Regions from separate parts of the Mus musculus genome. Here regions 2, 3, 4, 5, 6 and 7 are each linked to region 1. The links are chromatin contacts, called in public HiChIP or PLAC-seq and promoter capture Hi-C maps. All regions are on one chromosome and are shown on one strand. The core of a region is the stretch at or near the end of the contact, and the rest is flanking DNA. Distances in the headings are between cores, read along the strand shown. Region 1 holds the start of Chchd6 (coiled-coil-helix-coiled-coil-helix domain containing 6). Region 2 holds the start of Tpra1 (transmembrane protein, adipocyte asscociated 1). Region 3 has its middle 8.1 kb from the start of Gm36268. Region 4 has its middle 15 kb from the start of Gm36409. Region 5 overlaps Gm36505 (a long non-coding RNA gene). Region 6 holds the start of Podxl2 (podocalyxin-like 2). Region 7 has its middle 14 kb from the start of Gm36639.

The links. Promoter capture Hi-C pulls out the DNA fragments that hold promoters and counts their contacts. HiChIP or PLAC-seq counts read pairs in DNA pulled down with a chosen protein or histone mark.
Region 2: a contact with region 1 is called in a FOXA1 HiChIP or PLAC-seq map of pancreatic cancer cells. The contact joins the promoter of Tpra1 here to the promoter of Chchd6 in region 1. A contact is called at or near these places in 20 of 39 promoter capture datasets (the 3T3-L1 cell line, 3T3-L1-derived adipocytes, the C10 cell line and 12 more), 1 of 15 datasets of contacts at CTCF or cohesin (large pre-B cells), 5 of 484 Hi-C or Micro-C datasets (B cells, CD4 T cells, bone marrow-derived macrophages and 1 more), 27 of 115 datasets of contacts at active chromatin or transcription factors (the 230-238 cell line, the NIH/3T3 cell line, T-cell acute lymphoblastic leukemia and 18 more) and 5 of 9 other capture datasets (adipose tissue, embryonic stem cells, liver and 2 more).
Region 3: a contact with region 1 is called in an H3K4me3 HiChIP or PLAC-seq map of embryonic basal ganglia, with 6 times the contacts expected there. The contact joins the enhancer-like site here to the promoter of Chchd6 in region 1. A contact is called at or near these places in 8 of 39 promoter capture datasets (the 3T3-L1 cell line, the C10 cell line, cranial neural crest and 3 more), 2 of 15 datasets of contacts at CTCF or cohesin (large pre-B cells and stem cell-derived epiblast-like cells), 3 of 484 Hi-C or Micro-C datasets (B cells, bone marrow-derived macrophages and cerebral cortex), 11 of 115 datasets of contacts at active chromatin or transcription factors (bone marrow-derived macrophages, craniofacial prominence, embryonic basal ganglia and 8 more) and 4 of 9 other capture datasets (adipose tissue, liver, macrophages and 1 more).
Region 4: a contact with region 1 is called in an HNF4G HiChIP or PLAC-seq map of pancreatic cancer cells. The contact joins the enhancer-like site here to the promoter of Chchd6 in region 1. A contact is called at or near these places in 4 of 39 promoter capture datasets (cranial neural crest, frontonasal cranial neural crest, hippocampal neurons and 1 more), 1 of 15 datasets of contacts at CTCF or cohesin (large pre-B cells), 2 of 484 Hi-C or Micro-C datasets (bone marrow-derived macrophages and cerebral cortex), 9 of 115 datasets of contacts at active chromatin or transcription factors (bone marrow-derived macrophages, craniofacial prominence, embryonic basal ganglia and 6 more) and 3 of 9 other capture datasets (adipose tissue, liver and pancreatic islet).
Region 5: a FOXA1 HiChIP or PLAC-seq map of pancreatic cancer cells shows a contact between it and region 1. The contact joins the enhancer-like site here to the promoter of Chchd6 in region 1. A contact is called at or near these places in 7 of 39 promoter capture datasets (the 3T3-L1 cell line, the C10 cell line, cranial neural crest and 4 more), 1 of 15 datasets of contacts at CTCF or cohesin (large pre-B cells), 3 of 484 Hi-C or Micro-C datasets (bone marrow-derived macrophages and cortical neurons), 8 of 115 datasets of contacts at active chromatin or transcription factors (differentiating embryonic stem cells, embryonic basal ganglia, embryonic midbrain and 5 more) and 5 of 9 other capture datasets (adipose tissue, embryonic stem cells, liver and 2 more).
Region 6: a contact with region 1 is called in a promoter capture Hi-C map of second pharyngeal arch cranial neural crest. The contact joins the promoter of Podxl2 here to the promoter of Chchd6 in region 1. A contact is called at or near these places in 9 of 39 promoter capture datasets (3T3-L1-derived adipocytes, cranial neural crest, frontonasal cranial neural crest and 5 more), 2 of 115 datasets of contacts at active chromatin or transcription factors (embryonic forebrain and pancreatic cancer cells) and 1 of 9 other capture datasets (embryonic stem cells).
Region 7: a promoter capture Hi-C map of embryonic stem cells shows a contact between it and region 1, with 5 times the contacts expected there. The contact joins the enhancer-like site here to the promoter of Chchd6 in region 1. A contact is called at or near these places in 4 of 39 promoter capture datasets (cranial neural crest, embryonic stem cells, neural stem cells and 1 more), 2 of 15 datasets of contacts at CTCF or cohesin (the NIH/3T3 cell line and large pre-B cells), 1 of 484 Hi-C or Micro-C datasets (bone marrow-derived macrophages), 4 of 115 datasets of contacts at active chromatin or transcription factors (differentiating embryonic stem cells, embryonic basal ganglia, embryonic stem cells and 1 more) and 2 of 9 other capture datasets (liver and macrophages).

The regions. Positions count from the first base shown.
Region 1 is chr6:89,593,359-89,597,217 of GRCm38.p6, forward strand. Chchd6 (coiled-coil-helix-coiled-coil-helix domain containing 6) reads right to left here and starts at 2,294. Exons shown (of 8, transcript NM_025351.3): 1 at 2,101-2,294. The coding sequence starts at 2,187.
Region 2 is chr6:88,900,070-88,903,832 of GRCm38.p6, forward strand. It overlaps Tpra1 (transmembrane protein, adipocyte asscociated 1), which reads left to right and starts at 2,182. Exons shown (of 12, transcript NM_011906.2): 1 at 2,182-2,461.
Region 3 is chr6:88,923,200-88,927,177 of GRCm38.p6, forward strand. No RefSeq gene overlaps it. Among named protein-coding and RNA genes, the nearest start is that of Gm36268, 8.1 kb to the left of the region's middle. Within about 2 kb of position 1,957, at least 227 of the 459 cell types and tissues checked have an H3K27ac peak or open chromatin away from gene starts, as enhancers often do. A contact at or near this core is called in adipose tissue, bone marrow-derived macrophages, craniofacial prominence and 7 more, where this site is marked.
Region 4 is chr6:88,956,575-88,960,346 of GRCm38.p6, forward strand. No RefSeq gene overlaps it. Among named protein-coding and RNA genes, the nearest start is that of Gm36409, 15 kb to the right of the region's middle. Within about 2 kb of position 1,442, at least 31 of the 459 cell types and tissues checked have an H3K27ac peak or open chromatin away from gene starts, as enhancers often do. A contact at or near this core is called in cerebral cortex, hippocampal neurons and pancreatic cancer cells, where this site is marked.
Region 5 is chr6:88,982,664-88,986,399 of GRCm38.p6, forward strand. The region is part of intron 1 of Gm36505 (a long non-coding RNA gene); the gene reads left to right. Among named protein-coding and RNA genes, the nearest start is that of Gm36505, 5.8 kb to the left of the region's middle. Within about 2 kb of position 2,373, at least 22 of the 459 cell types and tissues checked have an H3K27ac peak or open chromatin away from gene starts, as enhancers often do. A contact at or near this core is called in pancreatic cancer cells, where this site is marked.
Region 6 is chr6:88,872,742-88,876,393 of GRCm38.p6, forward strand. It overlaps Podxl2 (podocalyxin-like 2), which reads right to left and starts at 2,305. Exons shown (of 8, transcript NM_001347327.2): 1 at 2,178-2,305. The coding sequence starts at 2,238.
Region 7 is chr6:89,007,550-89,011,325 of GRCm38.p6, forward strand. No RefSeq gene overlaps it. Among named protein-coding and RNA genes, the nearest start is that of Gm36639, 14 kb to the right of the region's middle. Within about 2 kb of position 1,467, at least 136 of the 459 cell types and tissues checked have an H3K27ac peak or open chromatin away from gene starts, as enhancers often do. A contact at or near this core is called in bone marrow-derived macrophages, differentiating embryonic stem cells, embryonic basal ganglia and 2 more, where this site is marked.

The DNA of each region.
Region 1 (3,859 bases), core at 1,044-3,543:
CCGACTTATAAGACATGTGTCCTCAGGCTGGGGGGAAGTCTGATAGAATTAGATTAGTTCCAAACACTACTAAGTGGTGCCTTAGGAAGTCCTGACTGTCTCTAAGCTTGACTTTCCATCTTTAAATTGTTTGTACTAGGGTGTGGAAGAATGGCTCAGTGGTTTAAAATGCTTATCGCTCTTCAAGAGGAATTGGCAGTTCACAATAATCTGTACCTCCAGTTTCAAGGGATTTCATATCTTTTTTCCACCCTGAGCACCTGCATACATGTGGTACACGTACAGACAAGCATGTGTGCACACACACACAACATTTTAAGGAGAGAAAAAAAATGTAAAGACTTTGTACTCTACAGAATTATTAAGAGAACTAGAAATGAAAAGTCTGAGCCACCTCCAATGGTGCTTCTCTGAACATCTGAAGACTCAGGCCTGCATCCCCCTGAAACAGGAGACCCAGCAAAAAACTGTGAAGAATGTCCTGAGTCAAAGCGGTCTTCCTACAATCTACCCTACTCCTTCCCTCTCAGCCTTTCAACAGAAACCATCTTCCCCCTCTTAATTCTTGCCACAAGCCAGGTTAACGATTCCAGCTGGTCAGCTCCTGACATGCTGCACATTCTGAGGCCCCCCACAAAGCATCCCTCATGTCTTCTCCATTGCTTCACACACATCTTCATCTGATCCTTGATAGTACCCAGGATAACCTCCCACCATATCTCTATCTCTCTCTCTCTCTCTCTCTCTCTCTCTCCACTCCCCAAGTAAAACTCAAAAAATAGCTCTTGTAAGCTAAATAAAAAATAGCTCTATTAAGGAGTTCAGATGTCAGACCCTCTGAAGTCTTTTTCTGAATCTACTCTCTAATTCACCTAGAGCCAACTCAGAGCATTTTGTTTGAAGTTTGATTTATTTCATTGAGTTCACTCATGTAATTACTTAACAATTATCGACCAAGTACACACTAAGTGCCATGCACAGGTATAGAAGAAAGTCTAGCAAGAAGTTTAACAAACAGCTCTGGAGCTGACCTACTTTATAGTCTTGGGTCTCCTACTTTGTTACCTGTGTGACCTTGGACAACTTATGCCAATAGGACCTCAGTTCCCCATAAGCTACAAAATGGACTAATCAAACTTTTGGTGGTATATGCCCCTCCTTAATCCTAGCACTCATGAGACAAGCAGACACAGAGTCCTGGGCCAGCCTGACTTAATATTGAGACCCTGTCTCAAAACAAAACAGAGGAAGAGGTACTAACAATTCTACTGCTCATTGATTGGTTGAAAAATTAAATAATACCTGTAAAGAGCTGCCAGTCTGAAATAAAACAGGAGCTTTTATTCTTGTAAGTTCCGGTGATAAAGTCATGAATTACACAAGAACTTCAGCCAAGCTATCAGCTAGAGCTCTAATGGGAAACACAATAAACACAATTTGTTTCAAACTGTGTTGGATGCTGAGAAAATCATAAATGTGTGGCAGTAGTGTGGGAAGTCGCTTGAGACTGTGGTCAAGGAAGGATTCTTGGATGACACCTGAGCTGTAACAAGAAGACAGCCAGGTTAACGATAACTGAAGAAACATCGAACACCTGGGATCTTCTAGGAAGAACAAGGAGGTCCTGAGGCAAAAATAAGTATCTTATGAAGATGAGGAAACAGGCCAGGAAAGGGATGGGAAGGTCAGTGGGCACCAGCACATCTTGTAAAAGCCAAGTGAGGCTATTCCTCCTGTTCGACGTGGTAAGGACCAACTGTAGGTTTTTAGTTGAAGAGCGGATAAGGCATATGACCTAATACACAGTAGCTGAAACTCTCCTTTTGCTGCCTCACGGAGAAAGGCACGTGAACAAGATTGGAAATGGAAGAACACTTTCAAAACGTGCTGCAGCACACGCAACGAGAAGCACAAGACAAGTGAAACCGGGTAGAGCACGGAACAAATCCGGAACCGAGAGAGCCAAGGCGGTGGAAAATGACTTGAGGCGGCCGGCTGCCCCCGAGTGCCAGCGGCCCCATGTATCTGGTCCCCGGGACGGCGGCTCCCATTCCCGCCCGCACGCTCCTCCGGCCCGCGCCCTCCCGCCGCGCCGCTCACCCGGATGCCCTGCAGCACCCGGACCCGCTCCTCCTCATCCATCTCGAAGGACACCCTTCGGGCCTCGGCGCTCTCGGCGCTGCCCATGACAGGAGGCGGGCAGGGCGTGAGGCCACGCGAGCCGGCTCCACAGCAACCAGGACGACGCTGCTCAGCGGCCTACGCTCGTCACTCGGGACACAGGCCAGCAACACTGCGCTCTATTGGCTGCTGGGGCTGGCGCGCGTTGCCCTGTGGGATTTGTAGTCCAGCATTCTGGCGCCATTAAAAAGCTCTGGAAGGGGGCGTGGCTCTCTGAGGTAGGGGTACCTGTGGGCTGGAAAATTGGACAGAGGGCCAGCCAAATAGACGCTGAGACAAGGTCATGGTTTCTTATAAATCTTATCCCTGAAGCAAAGTAAAAGTCGTGTTCTAAGAATAAACTACCAAGGATGCTAAGACAACTGTTAATGATCTATGTTCATGTTAAGCATTCAGCAGACTTGTACTGAGCCACCCCATGTAACCTGCTTGAGTCATGAAAGAAACAAATTTCAAACACAAGTGAATCTACTGTAGTGCAAGGGAAACGACACTGTAATACCGCGAGACAAATTAATAAATTGTGGCAACCTCACAGATGGAGCCTTTACACAAATGGAGCCTTTAAGACCTAAAGGTGAGTGTAGTTTGCCATGAGATGATAGAGAAAGTACTATGCTAGGGACCAACTGTTAATCCCAATGATGGGAGGAGAAAGACCACCGGCCCAAACCATCCTGGGCAAGTTAATTAAAACAAACTTTTAATTCTTGTACATAGGCTGTCTTCTCCTAAGATGGAGTTCAAGAGGTCAGACTTTGAGGTAGAAAAGATTTTTATAGGTCAAGGATAAGGGGTTTCCAAATTTGAGGAGGGGTGGGGTATGGGAGACAAATAGACACAAAATATAACTAGTTAGTCTTAACCTCTTGTGAAACAAAGGCATGTTTCTTAGTGTTTCTATTGCTATGAAGAGACACCATGGGTGACTCTTAGAAAGAAAAATATTTAGCCTGGTGTGGTAGCCCATGCCTTTAATCCCAGCACTCAGGAGGCAGAAACAGGCAGAAACAGGCCTGTGAGTTTGAGGCCAGTCTGGTCTACAAAGAGAGTCCAGGAGGGCTTGTTACACAGAGAAACCCTGTCCAAAAAAAAAAAAAAAAAAAAAAAAAAAACCCTAGGACTGGTATGGTGCTAGAGGAGGGAATGAGAGTTCTGCATCCTGGTTGACAGGCAGCAGGAAGTAAGATGGCTTGAGCTTCTGAAACCTCAGAACCCATACCACCCCAGTGACACACTTCCTCCAACAAAGCCACACCTACTCCAACAAGGCCATACCTCCCAGTAGTGCCACCATTCATTCTCTATGGACCAAGTATTCAAACACATGAGTCTATGGGAGCCATTCCTATTTAAACCGCCATAACATGTTGCAAGTGTTAGAGTCTGAGAATCACTGAAGGAAGGCCCCAGACTCAAACAGTATGTAAAGGCAAACAATATTTATTCTGCAAAAACAACCAGCATGCGTGGGTCAATCATTCATCAAAATGGTGACCAGAAGAGGAGCTCTTCTTAATCAGGGCTAGTGGAGTTTGCTGAAAGGGTTAAGTAATCTCTAACATGATTAGCTAGGTGTATGGCAGTTACATTAATACAATTTCTGATTGCTTGCTATATTAGTTTTACCATTTTTGGTCAGGAATTTCAGAAACTAGCCCAATTCAGAGTTTGTTAT
Region 2 (3,763 bases), core at 932-3,431, 690 kb before region 1:
AAACAAAAAACAACTTATCTTCCTCCTTTATAGAATCTCTCATTACTGGTCTGCCATTCCATGCTTACCCATCCTTACTAGCAGGGTGTCATGGACAAGATAAACCAGAGCCACATTCTGTGAAGAGTCCAAGTAGCCTGGGCCTTGCTAGACCTGGTGACAACGGAGAGGGGTAGAGTCACCACAGGCCTGGAAGGACCCTGCAGGTGGGTAATCCCTTTACTGTAATGGGATAGAAAGAGGTGTGGTTTGTAATTTTGAAAGATCAGAACAGCGAGTGAGATTGACATAGGGAGGGTCCCAGTGTCCCAAACATGCTTTAGGTTCCCAAGATGGGCACAGCTGTCCATACCCTGCACTGGTGCAAGCCAGGAACACTACCTGACCGATCCCCATTCATGTGACTTCCTGGATGCCACACTGTCCTGTATGCAGAGGCCACAGTGATGGAGGAGCAACTGCCTCTGCTGCCAGAGGGAAAGAGGCATTCGATGACCTCCATCACTCAGCAAATGCCGTAAAAATCTCCCAGACATCACACATGGAGCCCCGAATTCCAGAGGGTCAAGTGCAGAGTGACATACTGTTACTGTTCTTCTGAGACATAGCCCTGGCTAGCCTCAAACTTGAGACGATAGTTCTTTATTTTTATTTTTATTTATTTATTTATTTATTTATTTATTTCAGAGACAGGGTTTCTCTGTGTAGCCCTGGCTGTCCTGGAACTCACTCTGTAGACCAGGCTGGCCTCGAACTCAGAAATTCGCCTGCCTCTGCCTCCCAAGTGCTGGGATTAAAGGTGTGTGAGACAATATTTCTGTCTCAGCCTCAAGAGCACTGGGATTACAAACATATCATCCCACCACACCCCGTTTGCTTAGTCCCTAGGCCCTTGTGATTGACAGTGGGGTTTGGGGACAGGTGCTGGAGAAAAGGCTTAGTGGTTATGAGCATGGTTAGAAGCCCTGAGTTCAATTCCTGTGGCCTTTTTGACACCTGGAGGTCAAGGAGGGCCTAGGACATGTATTTTGCTATTATTCCTAAACAGGGCACTGTATTCTCTTGGCAGGAAGTTGGGAGCTCTTGATGGTTTTCAGGGTGGCTGTTACAGACCTTGTAGGCGCAGGCAGGCACAGCCAGCTTCTGTGACTAAGACCAAAATGGACAAATGGGACTAACCTGGAAGTCTCAGGGATGCTAAGTCTCGGACCAATCACAAAGAGGCCCAGAGTCATTCCAGCCCCTGTGTGACCAGGACGGGGCAGTCCTGGGATCCTATAATAAACAGGTGCCTACATCTTTAACCAGCACTGAGGCACCTCTAAGGTGTTGCTGAGACACACTGCCCCCCCCCCCAATGCCTGAGGAAGGGGTAGGCAAGTCAATACCTACTCTTGAGGGAGAGCCCAGGAAGCTCTCTGTGAAGAGAGAATGTGAGAAGACAGGCCCGAGGTTGCATGCAGAGAAGCCCAAGGGCAGCCACAAGTTTGAAAATACATGGCCTATAGGGCAGATCCTGTGGCCGGCCAAAGGTGCACAGGTAAGCAGATGACCTGAGATGAGGCCTCCAAGTTGCCCTGGGGGTGTCCCACAGGGAGGGAAGGCGACAGACAGGAAAGACTGTCCCTCTGGAAGGCACCTGCTTAAGCAAGAGATCTGGTCTGGCCACTTCCTAGCTGGATGGCTTTGGACTTATTCCCTTAACCCCTTCAGGTTTCTTCTGCAAAACGCCACTAATAGCACCCAGCCTTCAGGGTGACTGAGACCAGGACTGGAGCCCTGTAAACGCCAGATCCCTTTGAAGTGGGCAAGCACAGGGCGTCCGAGGAAGGGATGCCCTTCCTTCCCTCCTTCCTAGTCCAGGTGACCAGAGGTCAGTATTTATGGGGCGCCGGTCCCTTAGGCGCCATCCTCAAAGACATAGGGCGACCCGGTCGGAGGACTGGAGCTGTCCGCAGAAAGATGCGGGGCAAAGGCACAGCGTGCTCAGTACGCTTCCCGAAACGCTTTAGGGGTAAGCTGTGCAGAAAAAAAATTCTCCCCTTTGAAGTTTCCGTCACCCACACTTTGCTTTGCTTCGACTGCAGTCCCTTTAAGAGCTCCGCGGGCCGCCTCGCCCATCTGAGGAATTTTATTGGTCTGTTCCACTCCTGTGGGTGGAATCCCGTTACGATAGGCTGCTGGAGGCCGAGGGGGCGGGGATGAGTGCCACAAACAGGGGTTGTGACTGTTTTCACAGTTTTGCTTAGACGAAAAACACTAGCCAAGGCGCCTGAGAGTCGCCGCTGCCAGGGGAGGACCGGGGAAGTCCGCGGGTCCCGTGAGTCCTGCGCGCTGGCGGCGTCCGGCCACCTCTGACCGATCCACGTAGCATCTCAGCTGCGGTTCTTGCGCGACGCTCCCCGGTTCTCGCTACCTCGCAGGGGTCGGAGTCCCGCGGCCTGCGCAGCCCTGCTCTCAGGTAAGCGCGGCCGAGTCCTCATCTCCTGCTCCGCCAAGCTAGCGAGGAGGCCCTGCCCCTGCTCCTTCTTCGGGTTCGGGCCTACCGTCTCCTTCTGTCCCCGTGCCACTTGGGGTACAGCCGCAAGACAACCTTTGAGAAGTTTCTGGGGACCCTAGCGGTCAGGACCGGATCCTGGATGGAGCTGGACACCCGCCGCTCCGGGTGCAGCCAGAGCTCAGCGGCAGCCGGAAAGACCAGCCCATGCTCTGCCTCTGCCTTCCTGGCCTTGCGGAAGGAAGGGCAACTCCACTTAGCTCCGTAGCGAGGAGGGGGTGGTGGGGTCTGGGGTCCAGACACCCCCAATCCTTGTCCAGCCTGGTTGCATTGTGCTGGAAATGTGTGCGCGTCATAGCATTTTTTTGAGATCTTACCTGTTCTAGAGGGTTGGGTCACAAGACCTAGGACAGACAAGACACACAAGCATGTAAATACACCTGCTGCCGATGGAGTCCCAGTTCTATAAACAGCACACCAAAGAACTGGGTGGTGGTGGAGGAATCGGGAGGTGGAGGCAGGGGGGAAATCAGAAGTTCAAGACCTGCCTTGGCTTTTTGCAGAGTTGGAGGCTAGCCTGGGCCCAATGAGACCCTATCTTTAAAAACAATCATTGAAAGAACAACAGCCAGGTGGGCTAGATAAAGTCCACTTAGAGGGGGAGGTAATGAGTCAAATGATGGGATCAAGCTGCGGGTAAGCAAACACAAAGGCCCCTGAGGTAGGGGAGATATAAGTTGGTGGCTAAAGAAGGGCAAGAAGGATTGTCAGGAGGCAGAGGGCAGGTCACCTGGACCATCCCTTCTTCCTGTTGTCCACAGTGGCCTCTTAGGACACAATCTCTCCTCTATCACTGAGGCTGACAGATTCAGAGAGGCATGGAACTTAGCCTCTATCCTCTGGGGATTTCCTATGCTGCTCTGCAGCTAGATTTAGAGGCTTAGCAGCCTAGGAGGGAAGGGAGAGAACTTTGGGGGGCTGCTTGCACTGCTACCTTCTACTGGGTAGGAATCCCATAAAAGAACTCAGAAGGTTTGGGCAATCCCATTGCACAGATGGGAAAGACAAGCTCTCTCAACCTCTCCCAGGGCAGGGAGAGAAGGCCCTTGGGGAGGTGTCTGGGGTGTCCGAACAGGTCCCACCTAGGCCCAACAAGCTAGCCACAGAGGGTAGGAGGAAGGCGAGGCTTGAGTCGTGGGCAGGAGCCTGGCCTCTGGAGAATGCGCTGAGGTCAGAGCTGCCCTTTCAGGTTCACGGGTGGAAGAA
Region 3 (3,978 bases), core at 707-3,206, 670 kb before region 1:
TTTGTCAACAGCCCTGAGTGGGTCCTCGGGACAGTCTGGCACTAGGAACCATCATATTGGGACACATTTTTTTGTTCTTTTAGCATTGAGCTGAATGAGCTGAGCAGCCTGTTTCTAAAACCTGAAGAAAGGTGAGTACACAGATCACACACCTCACATGCAAATGACAGTTTGAGTTTGTACCAATCACAGCAAACCTTGCATGCAAATGAGGATTCGTGTTTGCACCAATCACCATAAGCCTTACATACAAATAAACATTTGTATTTACACCAATTACAGCAAGCCTTACATGCAAATGATGGTTTGAGTTTGCACCAACCACAGCCTAACTCTTTTCGCTCTAATTAGAGCCAGGGAGGTTTGTGTTTAGGCCACTCACAGCCTTCCTTCTTGCCACCAATCACAGCAGTCCCTCTGCTAGACCACCAGAGGAAGTACTCCTTTCTGGTCTCTAGGAAGAAATGGCTTCAGAATTATTTAGAGTTCACCAAGATTTGTAATAACCAAAGTCTTATACTAAAACAGCCCTGACTAGGCTATACTTTCATGAGCTGTAGCAATCAGCTGCAATTGTGTAGTTTCCTCTAGGCATAAGAGTAATCTGGTTGACTATCTGATAGTCGTTTTGCTCAGAGAAACTAGGGAGGATCTAATAGCTGCTAATTAGGGAGTCAAATTGCTCTTCTCCCCCCTAGTGTCTTTGTTTATTTGCAGGAACATGAACATCAGAGGGGTGTGCTTACAGTAAGAACCTAGAGAATTTATAATTAACAATAATAGTGATTTTTAACAGTGCCCAGCACCATCCCAGCACTCGAGGGTTAGTGGGGTCTCCTCCTCTGTCTCAGGCTTCTCAGAACCATTGTAGCTGTCCACCTGGTGGCTAGGGAGTTGCCACAGTGTCATTGGCCCAACCATTTCAGTCTTATCCTGCCTTTGGCCAAAGGGAATCTGTGTTTGAGCATAGAACACCCAAGCAGGCTGGAAGGCCAGAGAGTGCAGGGAGAAGGTGAACCTTTTCTTCCAATGGCTCCAACACTTCCAGCCCATGGCAGGCAGTGACACTGATAGGGGACACCCAATCCTCAGGCCCTGCCTGGCCAGTGGGCCTAGTAATGTTCCTGATGGCCAAGGTATCAAGTCAGGCCCATTGGTGAAGAGTTGGCTCATCTTCAGCATCTTCAGTCTTTACTGCCCTGATGCCTTGATCACTGAGCTCTGGATTTTGTTTTTGTTCATTTCTTTGCTCACTATGTTGCACTGGCTTGCCAGGAGTTCCCTTTGTAGACCAGGCTGGCCTGGAACTCAGGCTCCTCTGCTTGAGTCTGGGTAATGCTTCCTAGTGGTGAGATGTTTGTCCCAGGTCTCAGGCCAACTCAACCTCAGAGCAGGAGCAGCTGTGGCTATGGACACACCACCACACCCTGCTTTCCCTGGCTGCCCAGGTCACACAGGAACTCCAGTGAGCTACAGCTCCTCCCACATTTTGCTCAGGGGAAAAAGCTTCCAGGCTGGGGAAAGACTTAGTCTGCTCCCACCCATGAGGCAGGCGCAGACGATGGCTGAGCAATTTTAGAGGGAGGGAGAGAAAGCATACAGAGCCCATTATGCAAAACCACAGGAAAGCTTTGAGGGCACCTCCAGGAACCTCTAGCCTAAAAGAAAATACAAAACACTCAGACACACAGACACAGACACACACAGACACACACAGACACACACACACACACTTCAAAGGATTTTAAAATGTGGCACCAAAAAAAGATAAAAGAAAAAAAAACCACACCCTTTGACCTATAAATTCCATCTCTGGGCACGTGGCCGAGGAGAGAATTAAGGACATGTGCCAAGGCTTAGCTTGAAGGAATGTCCCTGCAGAGCAGCCTGTAATAACAAAATGCTGGCAACAGTCTAGACTCCAGTGAGGGAGTGGTTACATCTGCTTTGGCTAGAAAGCACAATGGCATGCTATTCAGCTCTCAAAGGACTGGCAGGGCTGTTTACCCGGGAAGATAAGCATCATTTATTATTGAGCAAAAAAGAAAAGCAGCTTGCAGAGGGAGGAATGTGTAAAGATTGGCATATCAAGATATCATCTGCTAAAGCAGAGAGCTGGAAGTACCCTTAATGTCCAACAAGAGGGGATTCACTGTGAAGTGACACACAGGCTTTCAGGAGAGCCACAGGGGTTCAAGATACATTCTGATGAAGAAGAGACTCCAGACGGAGTGTAATGGAGAGGTATAACAGGCAGAGCCAAGCTTAGAGTGCATGTGTGTGTGTGTGTCCATCTGTCCTTATGTCCACATCTCTCTATATGCATAAAGAAATCTTGCAAGGATTCAGTGGGCGTGCTTATCTTGGGGGCAGGGTGGGAGCCAGGTGTGGAAAGGGATCCTTTCTACTACAGACCCATTATTCCAAGTTCTGTGTGTCCTCTCTTGCAAAGTCTACATTAAAAACAAAAGACCAGACAGCACAGGCATGCGCAGGAGAGCTCCATACAGAGGGGCCCATCCACAGGGCTGCTGAGCACCTGCTCATTTCCTCCACGCGTTTGTCAGAGCACCTGCATCTGTGAGAGTTCTCAGGGCCTCCTCTGTCTAAGGCCTGTGAGAGGCTAGGCTTAAAGGGCTGGGATACTGTGAGGGAGAGCTTGGCTGTGAGCAGGGCCCCCTGGGGGGGGGGAGGGATCTGCCTCTTTGTTCTTGCTGGCTGCCATGCTAATTTTCTGTTAGGCTACTGAGGCTACTGAGAATCACCCCTGTGACACCCTCCACCAGGAACAGAGTGATTAGGTGTCACAATGCTTCCTATTGAATAGAGACCCTCCCCCTGCCCCCCAGTGTGTCTCTAGGAGACCCATGACCTCTTGGCCTCTTCCCTGCCTGAGGAGACTGATGGGAGGGGAAGGGGCACAAAGGCAGGGGCTTGACAGTGCATGGGACCTGCCTGACTGGATGCCGCTCAAAGCAGGGCTCATGGCCAGACCCTGACTTTGGCCCTGTGTGCAGCAGCCCTCTTCCAGCCTGCTGCTCCCAATCTGCAGTTGCTCATTCATGCAGACATTTACTAAATACCTACTATGTGCCAGTCAGTGCTCTAGGCTCTGGTGGTGTATAGAATAGACAGGGCCCCTGTCCTCTGGGCTGTGTTCTACTAGAAATCACAGATAACAGGCAAATAAATAGCCTGGATGAGAAGGGGGGGGGGTGATGTAAAGAGGCTATTGTTAGCTGGGGAGGCAGTGGAGACTAAGGCCATAAAGGAGAGAAGATACAGGCAGAGTTGCTTCCCAACATACCCAGAATGCCAGTTTAGGCAAAACCAAATGTTAGGACTAAACTACGGAGTCCAGGAAGAGTTAGAGGAGGCTGGTCTTGTCTGTGTGTGCTGGGATAGTCCTCTTTGAAGGAGGACAGGTTACCTGCATTGACTCAGAGTGGAAAGGGAACTGCCAGTGTTATTCAGCACAGTAGTGGACATCCCCAGACTCCTGGCCATGGGTCTTCATGGCGTTTGCTGAAGGCTAGGGTGGCTGGACTCCCAGGATACTGTGGAGCAGGGAGGTGGGTCTACTCCCTGGGTGTGAGTCCTGACCTCCAGCTCTAGCTTCCCCTCCCTGTAACAGGGTGAGTCTCCTGTTCTTAGAGGTAGTCCAGTGAAGGTTGGACAGCCAGCCCAGAGGCTTCCCAGTGCAGTCTGGGGCATACTGCTGCACTGGGTACTCACAGCCCTCCCCAGCCAGAGGCCCTCTTCCTGTGACATAGCAGAGCTTATGTAACACCAGCTCCTGGGCAGGGTGTTGTCAGCAGTTCCAAGGAGACAATGCCCTAGCTCCCAGGGTGTAACTGTAGAGACACCCTGTGTCTGTAGGACCCGTCATTGTGTGCTGGGTCCGTCCTTGGTGGTGTTGGCAGCTCAGGAGGGTTGTTTCCACAATGCTGCAGGCACACCCGAGGGCACACTGCATTT
Region 4 (3,772 bases), core at 192-2,691, 640 kb before region 1:
CTCCTTTATACCTCTAAGAATATTCAAACAACCTCGTCCTTATGCTTTTCTGTTTGAGCTCAGCAAAAGAGCTGGTTTGATCTTGTCTAGCACCGAGTGTAAGAGATGTCTTTTCAACTTGTACACATGCATGCCTTCTATAGTGGGCAGTGGGGTAAGCTTAAGAGCTCTTCTGTCTATGGAACTCACCTTCCTGTGAGAGCCAATGATTCTTTTGTCTGGAAAGTGACAGGTTTGGGTATCCCTAGGTGGGATAATCTTAGCATAAAACACTGAGGTGGAAGACAAGACCCGTTGACTGTTAGTAAGGAGGACTTGGCAGTCGTTTAGCCTCAGCAGTGAGAGAGGTCATAGAGAAGGATGTGAAAGAACATCTCCCTTGGTCTCACTTCCAGAGGAAGAGAATAGCACCAGTCATGAGATGCCTTGTGGTGAGAATGGTAGCTTAACCACCACCCCTGCCACATAAGTCACATCCAGTTGGGGGTGATATAATGACCTTTGTTACCTGTTTGAACTTTTAATGAACTTTGTTTTACCCTGTAACCCTGTGTGTTAGTTAGCTTTCTACTGCTGTGAAAAAATAACAGGGGGAATGGCTTGTTTGATTCGCACATTCAGAGGTTTCTGAGGCCCTAACATCATGGTGGAAGCACATGATGGAGCAGAACTGGTCATATCATGGTGGCCGAGAAGCTAAGAGACACAGGAAATGACTTGGCTCCCAATATGGCCTTCAAGACACACTTCCAATGCTCTGATTCTTCCCATCTACCTCCTAGAGGTTTCACTAACTCCCTATAGAAGCTGGAGACTTCTGGGGCGGGGAGGGTGTGCACTCATGAGTATAACACCTTGTCTCAGTGGCATGTGGGGGAATGCAGAGGGTCACTCCCTCAGGTGAGAATAGTGCAGTGTCACAGACACATGACCTGAGGTGGAGACAATGTGCAGATGCCTCTGAGAGAGAATGTCAGCACTAGCCCTGGAGGTCTCCGGGGACTTGAAGACATCTTCTGGGGTTTCCAGTCATATACAGTTCAACGCTGGGACCTTCTACTTTAGCTGTTCTGGCAGACACTGGTCCTGGGACTTCAAGAAACTCCTCGGGGTCTCCCTGGCAGCTGGTTGAGAAGTCTTAGTTTTGCTCGTTTTATATCAGCTGTGTCAGCCCTCTCCTCATCCCCATGAAGAAGCTGAGCCCATGCAAACCACCTTGTGAGATGTGATCAAACCCCAGGTTATTATTGCCAGTAACGCAGGCATGACAACTTAATGACAACAGACAGGTGATTAATGGGAACACAAATAGAAACAAGTCACAGTGAAATTTCTTTGTCATTTCCGTTAGCAGGTCAGATCTGGTTTTAGCACTGTATGTGGCCTGTACTTTCCCAAGATGGCCTTAATCATACCTTTTTCCCATGGGGTCCTCTGGCGCATGACCACAACACCCTTGCCTCACAGAGGTGTGGTTCAACTTCCTGATACTGTTTGAGTCAGAGGTGTCCTTCAGGCGTGTGTTTGGACACTCAGCCTTCAGCAAGTGGCCCCCCTCTACAGGCTGTAAAGCCTTTGGCAGGTGGGGCGTGGCTGGCAAAGTGGGTTGGTGGGAGAGGATGGGCCTTGAGACCTGGCTCCAGTGCTTAACTCAGTACTCTCTGCTTCCCACTTCCTGCTGTGATGCGATCCGTGACCTGCTCTGGGCACCATGAACTTTGACAAGACTTCCCCACCAGGAAGGACTGTACTGTCTCAGCCTGTGAGCCAGCAGAAACCTTCCTTCCCAGGTTGCTTCTGTCAAGTATTTTGCCACAATGATGAAGAAAACTGACCAATGCCCTCCCCTCCCTTGGATCTGGGTGTACATGGGTCTTCTTCAACATGGGCTTTGGCAACCGATGTGCTGTGGCATGTAGCCAGATGGCTGCTGCCTTCCTGTGGGGACACTCCTGCTGGGGTCTTGGAGCCACTAGAGAAGTACAGATGGGCTGTGGACAAGAGTGCTTGGTACGTCCTGTCCAGCCTTTGACCAGCCTCAGTGGATTGTGGTCTCACTCAGAGTCCATCTGAAGTTGTGCAGGAGGCTTCAAGTGGGACTGACTCAGTGGAGGGGCCAGCAAGGAATCCATGTGTAAAGCTAATGGGGCTTGTCCAATAGTACACTGAGTCTTAGTTAATGCTGTTAAGTAGCAGCAGTATCCGAAGCACAGTTGGCATTACTGTTGGACTCCACAAAAGACAGGTCTGGCGTGAACAACCATGCATACTTAGCCATGCAGTGTGCAGTGTGGGCGGTGGAGGGATGACCTGGTCTGTCCTCACTCCACCCTTACAGATGTACTCACAGGCATCACTTGCCTGAGCCTGTGTCCTCTTCTGTAAAGCGGAGATTCAAGCAGAGCTGTTATGTGAGGGTCATAGCTGGCACCAGCTGCCACAAATTGACACCTTAGATGGACTCATTCTCTCTGTTCTGTAGGCTATGCATTTGGGGTCAGGGCAGAACAGCCAGGGCTTCCTAACTTCTTGTTGTGTGTTGTGCGATTTCTTCTTTGGGCATACTTGAAGAGAGGGAGTGTGTCTCTATGAAGACACTAATTCTGTTGGATCAGATCCCCGCTCAAATTCATGACCTCATTTAACTGAAATTTATTCCTGATAGGTTTTATCTCCAAATATAGTATGAGGTGAGGATATGTTGTGAATGTGAAGTTTGAAGGAGACACAATTAGTTTAGGGTGAGGGGGTTAAGGGGCTGGCCCCTGTGGCATGCAAGCGCCTGAGATCCATGCTATTACAGTTGCCATCTTCAGGCTCTTGCCCCTTCTCCTGTGTGCTGTTTCCAAATGACCTGAGACATGTCTGCATATTAGCAATATCTGCTGTGGCCTTGGGAGGGGAACTAGGACTTGCATGCCAGGGTTTCCCTGGGCCTGTGGTTAGCTTCCCACCTGGGAATCTGCAGGTCTGAAAAGCCTCTGAACCCAGCCTTCTGCTGCCTCCCCATTGGCTGTCCTGACCATCACCTAATGAAAGGCAAGGACCAGGAGGGACGGTTGAACAATCTTGGTTGGAGCTACTTTGCTCTGTACCTCAGTTTGACCATCAGCAACCTGACTTGAAGGTCTGTAGCTCCCAGAAGATAGAATCTGTCAGGGTGGGTGCCAGGAGACTGTGGGGGCAGTGGATACAGGCAGATCCTTGCTAGCCTTATGGGGTAGGTATCAATCTGTGGGCTTCCTCCACCCCCAACTACTCTTGAGCATCCTCAACATATTCTCTGCTGTTCTGATGCCCTGTTGCCTTGGAGACCACTCACAGGCTTCCTGGGGCTGAGGATGGAGGAGACAGTTCTGGGGTACTGGGAGGACAGAGTGACATCTTGGAGCAGCCCACAGGCCTGTACCACATGCCAGTCCTCTGCACCGCAGGAAGACCAAGGCTGAGAGTAGTCCTGTCTGGCTCTGGGCCAGGGCAGGCTCTTCCTAGCTGTTAAGGAGAACTGGAGCTGTCTTCTGTCTTCTACGCTCTCAGTGGGCGTGGAGCCAGCCGTGGCTCAGCTGAAGGGCCAGCAGGGGGCTACAGTGGTGTGGATTGTCAGGGCCTGCGGCTGTCACGCCTCTCTCACGGCTTCTAGCCTTTATTCAGGAGGATATTTCTCTTTCCAGTGCACACCACACACATTGGCTGATTTATAACCCAAACTATTGTTGGAGTTATGTGTGTGTTTCACCACTCTTAATTTATAAGTGAGGAAACTAAGGCACAG
Region 5 (3,736 bases), core at 1,123-3,622, 610 kb before region 1:
CCCAGACTAGCTTCAGGTTATCCTTGACCTAGGGGTTTCCCAGTTGGCCCAAAGATAAAATCACCACACTGGACCCAAGATGACTAGAACTGTGACCAGGGCAAACCTCCCCTAACACAGGCTCAGAACTGTGCCAGCAGCTGGAGAAGGAAGGAAGGTCAGAAGGGTGGCTAGAGGGATAAAGAGAGCAGGGTGTATGGGCTCTCAGAAGAGTGGAGGCACTGCTCTTTAGGGGCTCTGTCCAGGATGGGAGACAGGGCCGGGGTACTCTTAGCCACTACCTGGGGAATCTATGACCTGTTTGGGGCAGGCAGCTTGGCTGGACTCTCATCACCTGCATACATCCCACAGACTGCCCCAGCCATAGGCTGAAGTCCTGTTGTGATGAAGACCTCAGTAGATGTGTATGTGGGGGTCTTCCTCTTCCCCCATGGGCTGCTGCCCTCCCTCTCCTGCCCCACCCCAGCTTCCCCTCTGATAGGCACCTCATTAGCAGAGTATCTGTAAATAACACCAAAGAGTTAGAGTTACAACAAGGTAGCTCATTAAAGCCACTTCGCTGCTTCACTTCCCAATTAGTGTTTCTGCAAGCAGCTGCCAAAGCTGCCTGTGACAGGGCACCTTGGCATGGCATGGGCCTTCCAGGGCGATCCCCAGGGAGGATGCAGACTGCAGAGGAAACCCTCTACCACCCTCCCGTCAGAATCCTGGGTGGCCATCTGCAAGCACCATGAAGCCTGGGCACATGTGTCCACCACGGGGAGAGCCGGCACCTCAAGTTTGTGAAGGTGGCTCAGATTCAGGCTTCGTTGACAGTTTGTCCCTCCACTGACCAGTATTCTGGCCTCTCCCTGTGGTGTTTTTAGCTCTGGAATTCCATTCCAGATCACATTGTCAAAATTCAACCGAGGTGGCTGGAGAGGTGGTTCAGTGGTTAGTGCTCTCATAGAGGCCCTGGATATGTTCCCAGCACTCACAGGGCAGCTCACAACCCTGTGTAACCCTGTGAGTGCCACAGGACCTGACACTCTCTTCTGGCCTCTGTGGCACCAGGTACACATACATACATGTAGGCGAAACACTCATACACATAACGATGAATTTAAAACCTCACCTGCTTCGTGTCTCTCCTGGTAGGTCTTCCTCTTCCGTATGGATGACCTGAGGTTTTCCATTGCAGCTTCTGGGGACAGCTTTTGACCCAGTGGGTGCTGAAGGCACCAATGACTGCAGGGAATTTAAGTACAGAGTGGAGAAAAAGAACGTTGTAGAGAGGACAGGAGACAGAGGAGTGATGTCCCTAAGACAAACCACCTGTCTTCTGCTTTTGCAGAGGAACACTAGGAAACAAGTCGAGAAGGCTTTGCCCACTAGCTCCGCATCAAACAGCTGGAAGGAGTCACTGCACAGACCTGGGCCAAGCCCCCTCTGGAGCCTGTCCTGGAGTTGGGCTGAAGTAACAGTGGCTCTCACCTGTGCCAGCAAGATGAGGATGAAGAGATCCTCCAGTCCACCCTACCCTCCGCACAGTCCAGCCCACTTCTGTCTTTCTCTAGCTTGCTTTCGACCCCTGCTCTGCATGTCCCAGATTTTGCTTTCTGCTTCACTTTGGGAGGGAAACATCTCCCAATTTCTCTCCCTCTTTCTGAATCAATAGCTTAGCTGGGCAAGGCAGAAAATGAAATTTACACTCAATGGTTTCCACGGCAACCAGGGGGTGCTGAGCTGCTTTCTCCTGCTCTTGGGGGCATGTTCTTCCTGAGAGAAAGCAGGTATCAGAAGTCTGCAGCTTGAGGTTGGGATGGAGTTTAAACAGAACTGAGACTGAGCCCCATCCTCATCCCCTCCCCACCCGCCCCCACCTTTCCCCTTGGCTCTGAGCATGAGGGATAGGTGCCCTCTGACCTCACTAGCTCGGGAAAGGAAGCTTCAGGAACCATTATCTTCAGTTGGCCAGAGTGGTGCCTTCTCTACCTCTGGGTTTAGGTGGGCACTGCACTAAGTGCTGGAAGGATTTTATTTATTTATTTTTATTTCAATTGTCAGAGGAAGGCATTATTATTGTTTTGTTTTGTTTGTTTGTTTTATTTTGTTTGTTTATTTATTTTCCAAGACAGAGTTTTTCTGTGTAGCTCTGGCTGTCCTGGAACTCACTTTGTAGATCAGGCTGGTCTTGAACTCACAGAGACAAATGCTGGGACCAAAGGCATGTGCCACTATGCCCAGCTGGGAAGCATTATTGCTAACCTGCATGCTATCCCATGGGGGAAAGCAAGTCCTGGAAATATTAACCTTGTAGCATGGCTCAGAGTCAACACCCTGCAGACAGGAGCCTGGGACTGGGACCTGTGGTCACGATGGGAGTGTAGCATTCCATGCTACAGGCAACCCAGGGATGTGCAGACTCATTTCCTGCCTCTCCAGTTCTCTGGATTAGACAAGGCTGAAAGCCCGGCTCTGCAGCCCTTTGCAGCCCGAGTACATGCCATCTGAACCACACTTCCTTAGCTGAGCACTGACTGGAGGGGTGAACAGTGTCCGCTGTGTAGGCACAAAGTCCTCAGGCACTGGGGTGCAGCCTGGTGTGCAGCAGTTCTCAGTATTGGTGGCCGTCCCACTGGCCACAGGGCTAAGAGGTGCCCAGCATGAGCCAGTCACCTGCTCACACATGCCCTGCTGTGTGTGGTGGGTGCTGTGAGAGGCACCAGCTGTGGGAGTCGAGAGGAGGTAGCTGTCAGAAAGATCTGGGCTTCAGGAGGCTTTCTGGGGAAGCTCTGGGGCAGCCAGGACAGAAGGCACTTGAGGCAAAGGCTGACAGAGGGAAGGAGTGAGTTTTGGAAGTCTGTTAGAGGAGCGTGGGGCAGGCTGAGGTTCAGGTATACTGCATGTCATCTCTGCCCACACCGTATCCACGCTCTTTCCACAGCTGAGCGGGTTTTCTGTGGTTGGCACTACCCACTAAGTGTGTGAACGGGTGCACAACCTGGTCTCAGCCCAGGAGAGGCTCACACCACTCCGGCTGTTGTGGTTGGTTGAGAATTGGGCACAGGCCTATTGGCTCTGGGTGAGTGGAATCCTTGCTTATAAGGTGGTGAGAACATGGCCAGCCTGGGCTTTGGGAAGGTTCTAGGGTAGTCGAGGAAGGAGACTTGCCGTGGGGGACAGAAGTTTGATGGATGAGTGTGGGTGGACAGGCAAGTTACCAATAGCTCGTGTCCTTTATGAGCTACCTGGAAACCTCTTTGGCAGGAGTGAGAAAACTGGGCTATCCCAAGCCTGAAGCTCGAGTGTGCCCTCCTGGGAACAAAGCTACCACAGAGAGAAAAGTGGCAAACGAGTCTTGGATGCGTTCCTAAACCCACCCTGAAGCCCAAGGATTTCCTGGCACAGTGTATCTCCTTAGTTTCACTCATGTTCGTGAGGTCTGGGATCACGTCTTTTACATTGGAAAGACCTCATTAGACCAGAGGGCAGAGAGGGTAGCAGACATCAGACCGTAGGGACCGGAATCTCAGTGAGGGGCTCTGGGTGAGTGGAATCCTTGCTTATAAGGTGGTGAGAACATGGCCAGCCTGGGCTTTGGGAAGGTCCTAGGGCAGTCGAGGAAGGAGACTTGCCATGGGGGACAGAAGTTTGATGGGTGAGTGTGGGTAGGCAGGCAAGTTACATTAGCTTCAGACCCCTGCTGTGACAGATCACCTCAAATCCAGAGAGGCCAGGGCTGAAGTGGGCACAG
Region 6 (3,652 bases), core at 1,055-3,554, 720 kb before region 1:
TCCTTTTCTTCCTCAAGCTCACTGAATTTTCTGTTACTTCATCACCCCAAAGGGAGGCAGAAAGGAAAAGGCACACAGGGAGGGACAAGGTGGATCAGCATCAAGAAAGATCTGATCCAAACAAGCCCAGAAAGGGGAGGTCACGGAGACAGGCAGACATCTTAGGGGTAGAGAAAGCCAGGGCCCCAGAACCCAGTGTGTGTCCTCCTGCACGGTCCCGCTCAGCCCTGGCAGGCAGGCTCTTCTGTCTACCACCAGCTGCACTCGGCCCTCCCCTGTCAGCAGCTTTCAAGTCAGATCCCCCTAAGCCCTTAGCAGACACCAGCATGGGAGGTGGCTGGGCAGCATCTGCCACTCTGCCCCCACAGCCCGGAGTGGCAGCCACAACAGAGATGCACCCCCACCCCACACCCCCATCCCCCACCCCCACCCGACTCCACTGATGTTTGCCGCTGAGAAAGAGTGCATGAGTGAAGCGTTCTTCTTTCTACACAAAGGTGTAGAAAGGAGGCACGCTGATAGACACACGTGTGCCTGCACAGAGATGGGGGCATACAAACGGGGTGAGGGAGAGAAGAGGAAAGGAGGGACCCTGATTGTCATCCCACTGGTCACCAGGATGGGGTCATGAGAGTCAGGTCTCCATACTGACTTGCACTGCTGGCAGAGATGGTGTGGTCCCTACCTAGAGAGAGAGAGCAGACCTCCCAGAGCTTTGCAAAGATCTGGGTGGTCTGTGTAGATGTCCCAGGCCAACATCAATAGACACTTCCCCATAAAATGTGCCCAGGGCAGGCACAGCAGTGTGAGGGGTCAGTTACCTCTCTGACTTTTTGTTTTATTTATCTATCTATTTATTTAGAGACAGGGTCTTGCTCTGCAGCCCAGACTGGACTTGGATTCCCAATCCTCCTGCCCCTTAGGTTCCAAAGAGCTGGAATTACAGTTAAGTACAACCCTAATCAGCGTTCTCCCACCTCCGCCCTTCTCCAGACATTTTCCTGGTGTTCTATCATTGACAGTCTCAAAGTAAGGGCCCACCACCTATTCATATCAAACAAGGTCTTCACCTGACTTCACATAGACGCCTCCTCGAATTTGTATACATTACACTGGGTGGGTTTTGGTGGGGTAACTGCCTGAGCACTAGTGGCCAGTCCCATGCCTGTCTCCACTGGAGGGGAAGCGACGCAGTCGAGGACACGCGTTCACCAAGTCTTGTAGCCCACCCAGCCCAGCACCCTGCTCCTGCCCCAGGCCCACCTTAGGACAGGGTCCCAGCTCCGATCTTCCCTGAGAAAGCTGCTCTCCCATGTCCTGGTCTGACCCACCTTTGCAGTCAGCCTTCCTCCCTCCCCTTCTGTGGTGGCGGCTTGCCTCTGAGCCTGTCAAGCTTTTGTGCCCGCCCCCTACACTCGCACACACCCCTGAATCCCATGTCTACCCTGAGAAGCTGTCTCTTTCTCCCTCACACACATATTTCTTACCTGCCTCAGGCCCCGACCTGTCACACGCCCACACTAACGAGGTATCCGGAGTGACTGCTGAATGAAAACCACGTACCCGAGTCTCACACACAGCCCCATATGGCGGCAGTCGCTGTCGCAGACCTACCCCTTTGTCAGCTCCTAATAAAGTTGCCCCGCGCAGTCGAGGACACGCGTTCACAACGACACGCACACGCCTTCCCAGGCAAGCTCCACGCACATGTAAACATCCACCTCGGCCACGCAGCTCTTTCTTTCTCGGCCCTCGGCATCCCCGGCCCACGCGCTTTGGGTACCCGCCGGACCTTTACGATGCGATTTCTCCAAGGGTGTCACCCGTGCGCTCTCGCCTCCCTGCTGAGCTTCTCTACACCCTCGCGCGCACACACGCACACGCCCCTCTGCTCCTTGGCCGCAGACTGGTCACCTGTCACCTGTCACCTGGCGAGGGGTGGGGCGCGGACACCCTGGTGCAGCGGCCCCGCCGCCGCCGTCCTCGAGCGCGCGCGTGGCACGGAGCATCCAGCGCCCAGGACAGGGCGCCTGGGGGGTCCCCGCGCCAGGCCCCGCGCCGCCGCCTCCTCCCCGCGCGCGGCCGACCCCGCGCGCCCCACAGCCTTTGTTCTGCGGCGCTGCCAGCACTGGCCCGTGGCGCGCTGCGCCCTCGCGGCTTGGCCCGGCCCCACTCACCGGCGGCCAGCAGCAACAGCAGCGGCGGCGGCAGTCGGGCGGCCCGCAGCGGCCGGGCCATGGTGCAGCGTTGCCGCCCGCAGCCGCAGCGCCGCGGCGCCCGGGCCGGCCTCGGGGGCGCGCAAAGCGAAGGCGGCGGCGCGCGTGCGCCCCGTTGGCCTGCGTACCCGCCACTCACGCGCTCATCCGCCCAATCGATGCAGCGGAGGGATCGGGGGCGGGACCCTATTGCGGAGTCCGGCTTCGCACCTGCACCTCGGGCCTCGAGCACTTCGCCACCCGGGGGGGGGGACCTCCCTGGGAAGCGGGTCCCGAACCTTTTGTGCAGCAGACCGGGCCCCAGTTACAGCGAAGGAGACAGAGGCCAGGATCAGCAGGGACCTGTTGGGGCACGTGGCCTGGGGATCCTGAAGGCCGGAGAGGACCAGGCTTTGGTGAAGGGACTGGGCAAGAGCAGAGAGCTGAACTCTGTGCCGGGTGTAGTTTATTTTCATTTTATGTGTGTGAATGTTTTCCCTACATGTACATATGTGCACCACGTGCGTGTTTGAAGTCCACTGATGGTTGTTGAGCCACCATGTGGGTGCTGGGAACTGAACTTGGGTCAGTCCATGCTCTTAACCTCTGACCCACTACAGCTTCCAGGGGTAGTTTAGACCCCCAATTTCCAGTTGGCTTTCACAGCCTGAGGAGATTTGTCCTTGTCTTCAGACATCTTGTGGGAGTCACCTTTCTCTCTAGCCAGCGCTTCTCCTTGACTTCAAGTTTCTTTTTGTGCCAATATGGCAAATCCGACAGGCATTGCTCTTCCTAAGTGTCAGGAGGGCAGGAACATTCCTCAGCATGTTCCAGAGCCACAAGTGTAGGAAGGCAGGTTAAGCACAAACGGAGGCAGAGGGGACCTTCTATGGAGACATTTATAGGATGCATGGATGTTGGGTAAGCTGGGTTTTGGCGAAACCATTCTAGATACAGAGAGAAACTGTGGCAATTCTCAGATAGAAAGATGTCTCACTTCTTTAAGTGACAGTGAAAACACTGACTGAAGCGTGACTGTCCCACGCCTGTAATATTTGTACCGCACTAGAAGGGATTCAGGTTAAGACCAGGGCAGTCTGAGCGACATAAGATTGTCTGGTGGGGGAGGGGAGCTAGAGAGACAGCTCCGCACAGAGTTTGTGGCTCTTGGAGGACCCAGATTTGGTTCCCAGCACCCACACTTGCTACTGTCTGTAACTCCAGCTCCAGGAAACCCAGTGCCTAGTCTTCTACTAGATTGAATCAGTCTGTACTTAAAGGCATGCTGTGTTGGGAGAGAGACTCTAGGTTTGTGTTTTAAAAAAGAAGAAAAGGCTTTGGACTCCTTCCGAAATAATAAGGATCAGACTTGACAGAGGGCGACTCCCTGAAGATCTTGGCTACAGACAAGAAGAGGAAGACTGGCAAGATCAACAAGATGGGTAATGTATACACTG
Region 7 (3,776 bases), core at 217-2,716, 590 kb before region 1:
AAGGAAGGAAGGAAGGAAGGAAGGAAGAAAGAAAAGACCCAGGTGGGGAATTTGTACGACATCTTGCAAAAAACCAAAAAACAGACTGGGAACCCTGTGTTCATTTTTCCCATTGTTATGTCTTAGTGAATGGAAGTTTGTGAGTCATGGGTCCAGCACTGAGTGGGTGGAACACTACATGTTTATAGGCTGGGGCTTTCTTAGGAGCCTCTGAGTCCCTCTTCTGATGGTCTAGATCCTTATAGTAGAGACAGAGAAGATGGGGATTAGAAACCAGGAAATGGCTAATTCATTCATTCATTCATTCGTCCCTGTGCTTGTCCTGTTTGAAGCATGAAGACCACAACAGTGATCAGGCAATCCCTAAGGCCTCAGTGGTGGTTTGGGAAGGAGTCACAGTAGCAACGAATGACCAGTTCAAAGGTCCTGGGGCAGGAGCAAGCCGGCCATCGCAGGGAGCAGTTCAGAGGCCAGGATAGCTAGAATGATATGGTTGGTGGAACAAATGAAGTCAGAGCCGGGCAGGCACCGCGACCACTCAAGAGCTCTCTCTCAGTGAAGATTACAGACAAGATCTGATGTGCTCTTTAGAAGATTTTTCCCCCCAAGGCACAGGCATGAGAAGAAGAGGTTCAAGGTCAGAGTAGGGTCTAAGGTCACTCACTGTCTGGAGGTGGGAATGGAACCAGGGTGTGGCAGTGGAGGGATCTTACACTGACACATATCAGTGTGAGTCCGGCAGGATTGGCTTGTAGTTCTCTGTGGCAGAGCTGGAGAAGTGCAGGGTGGTACCCAAAGCACCTCTGCAGGTTCCTTGGGTGAGCACCAAGGCTCTGGATTTCTGTGGGGAAATAAGAAAGAAATCCTGAGGATTTCTTCTGTGGGGCTGGGCAGAGATTCAATCCTGGTGGGCACAGGGTGGAGGGTGAAAGAGCAGCCCGGACAGAGTAAGGCTCAGGGGGTGTGACTGGGACTTGGGTCTGGTCCTGCACCTGCTCTGACCACCGTATCTTTCAACCCCCTACTCTACTCTTTGCGAGCACAGTTTGTCTGCTATTAACTGGCTAGGCCCCCCAGTCACTAGCCTCGGCTGAGACTCTGCCCTGGCTCCCCGCCTCCCTGCTGTGGCAGCCTCTGGGATTCACAATTTCAGCCTGACACCATAGTAACCACTTAGTGCGGTTCAAGATTCCAGTGTCATCCCTGGTCGCGCTTGAATAGGATGAGGCAGGGTGGGGGAGGGGAGGGCCCTGCAGAACCGCAATTATTTCTCAGTTGCCAAGGAAAATGTAAACAGAAGGTCAGCCTTGGCGGAGACTCTGTTTTATTTTTCCCTTTGTAGGATGGGTTGATTTGGGGAGATTAAATTGTGTGTTATTTTTCTTCCTGGGCTTCCCATCCTCCCGTCGGCCCGTTGACAGAGGCAATACAGCTGCAGAGACTGGGACTGAGACTGCACCGCAGCTGCCGCTCCAGCCTGCCCGGAAGCTGGAGAAGCCCCGCCCAGCTGTCCCCACCCACCAGAGTGCAGCCCCGGAGCCTGACCTGGGATTTTAGCCTGAAGTCAGGGCGAATAGTGTGGGTGTGAACCCTCGGCTCAGCAGAGGAACCAGCCGAACTACAGGAAGCTAGAAGAATGACCTGACAACTCACAGAACAAGGGAAAACAAGGAATTGTGCTGATTTAAGTTGCTAAAGCCAGGCAAGGTGGCTCATGCCTTCATCCCAGCACTTGGGAGGCAGAGGCAGGCAACCTCTGTGAGTTTGAGGCTAGCTTGGTTTACAAAGCTAGTTTCAGGCAGCCAGGGCTGTTACCCAGAGAAGCCCTGTCTCAAAAGAACAAACAAACAAACAAACAAAAGTTGCTGAGACTCGGGCTAGTTCCTTAGGTGGCGAAAGTTCCCTGATACATCCTACTGTTCTCTCTGACCAGGAGGGTTTCTTTTGCAGGAGAGGGAGTCATTGTCCCCGGTTTCTCACGCTCTGGATGGCGACTAGGCCTCCCTCGGGAGGCAGTGGGGGCTCTGTTGCCTCGAGGAAGTCCTCCCTCGCCTTCACTGTAGACCGTATGCATACCAGATTGGAGTTGTCTTTAGTTGTGTGCGTGGGACTTCTACTTTGAACTCTTCCAGAGAAGGGTCCTGCCATGTTTGAGGTCCCAGCCCTGGTGTCAGTCTTAATTTCAGTTGCTGCATCGGGGACCTGGGAGAGATGCTTTCAGATAGACTTGGCTGTTGCCTCTGGTCTCGGGTTATCATCTGGCCTGGAGGCTGGACCCTGTGAGGAACCAGCTTTACACTTGGCTCAGGAGCACCAGAATCCATCAGGACTGAAAAATACTGCCTGCCATCTACCTTCACCAAGCCTTGAGCTGACCTTATTAGACAGCCGCAAGAGGGAGAGGGAAAAGGAGAGGAGGAGGAAGCTGCCAACAAGGTTTCTGGCATCAGGGGGCCAGTTTCTTCAGCAGCTCCTGAGTGCTTCTTCCTACATCTTTCCTGGATATGGGAATCACAATGGAACCAGATGTGAGCTGGAGGGTCCTGATGCCAGTTAGCTCTGCACGGCCAGAGCCCTTTAACCATGGCTTTAGGAAGCCTGTTTACTGTGGAGACCCAAAATTAACTTTGTGCTGCAGGGTTAGGCAGATCTAGCAGCCTCCTGGCTCAGCAGCAGGGAGAACTCTGGTGGGGTGCTTGCTCTCTCTTCCTGACCTCTCCCACCAAGGATGTTTGCACTTTGTAACCTGGGTGCTACCCAACCTCCCTCACCCCCTGGAGGATCCAGCTCCATGCTGCCTAGAAAACCCAGCCTGGAGGCTCCACAGGCCACAGCTGGCCCTGGTGGAGTGTGCCTGCTCACTGAGCTCCAAGTCCTTCCTTCGCCTCCTCTGAGCCCCATTTTACCGAAACATGCACATGGACAATGGATTCTCTGTTTTGCTGGCACACAGGCTGTTCCTGCTCAGGTGTTTTGTTTTGTTTTTTTTCCCTTTGCGGCTCCTGAAATCAAGTCTGTTTACCTTACGCCATGATCCTTTCAAGAATCAGAAAGGGACCTATACCTTCTCACCTCTTCTAAGCAACCTGCACTCCTCTGGGAAGGCAGGTACACAACCCTTTCTGGCCCTCCATCACTCCTGCTGTGTGCCATGGCACTATGCACACACCCGAGTTTCCTGGCCACCCTTGGTGCCCATTGCACAGAGGCAAAGTAGAGGCTTACAGAAGATAAGAACCCAGAGCTGGTGCAGCCTTTCTGCACATCCATGCATGTGGGTTTCAACAAGGACTCCTGAATGCCAATGAGCACCCAGAGGAAACAGTAAGTGGGGGCAGGGTACGCAGTGCAGTGGTAGCATCCCTTCTGCAAGCTGATCTTCTAGCCACACTCTGGTACCCAGAAGGATCGCTGGGAGAAGCAGGGTGGGAGGGGAGGAAATATCAACTCCAGGGTGGCAGAGGCAGTCACTGAGGCTGTGCATAGCATGAGCATCGTGCTCTGTTCTTGATGCTGTCTGAGCGTGTCACTCAGCAGAGCCCTGGCTGAGAAGCAGGTTTCCTGACTGGAGACTCGGCAGCAGCAGAGGGTCTGGGGTTTGTCCACACACAGCTGCTGCTGTCTAGGGTAGAGGGGCTCGGCCTTGAGAGCCATCTATTCATGCTTCTTGTCTCTCCCATGACTCTAGGAGGTGGGATGCGGATGACTTGTTGATTTGGGCCAGAAGACTGAGCTCTGCCTCTCAGGAGCCCAAGTCACTAGAGGCCCCGTCTGAA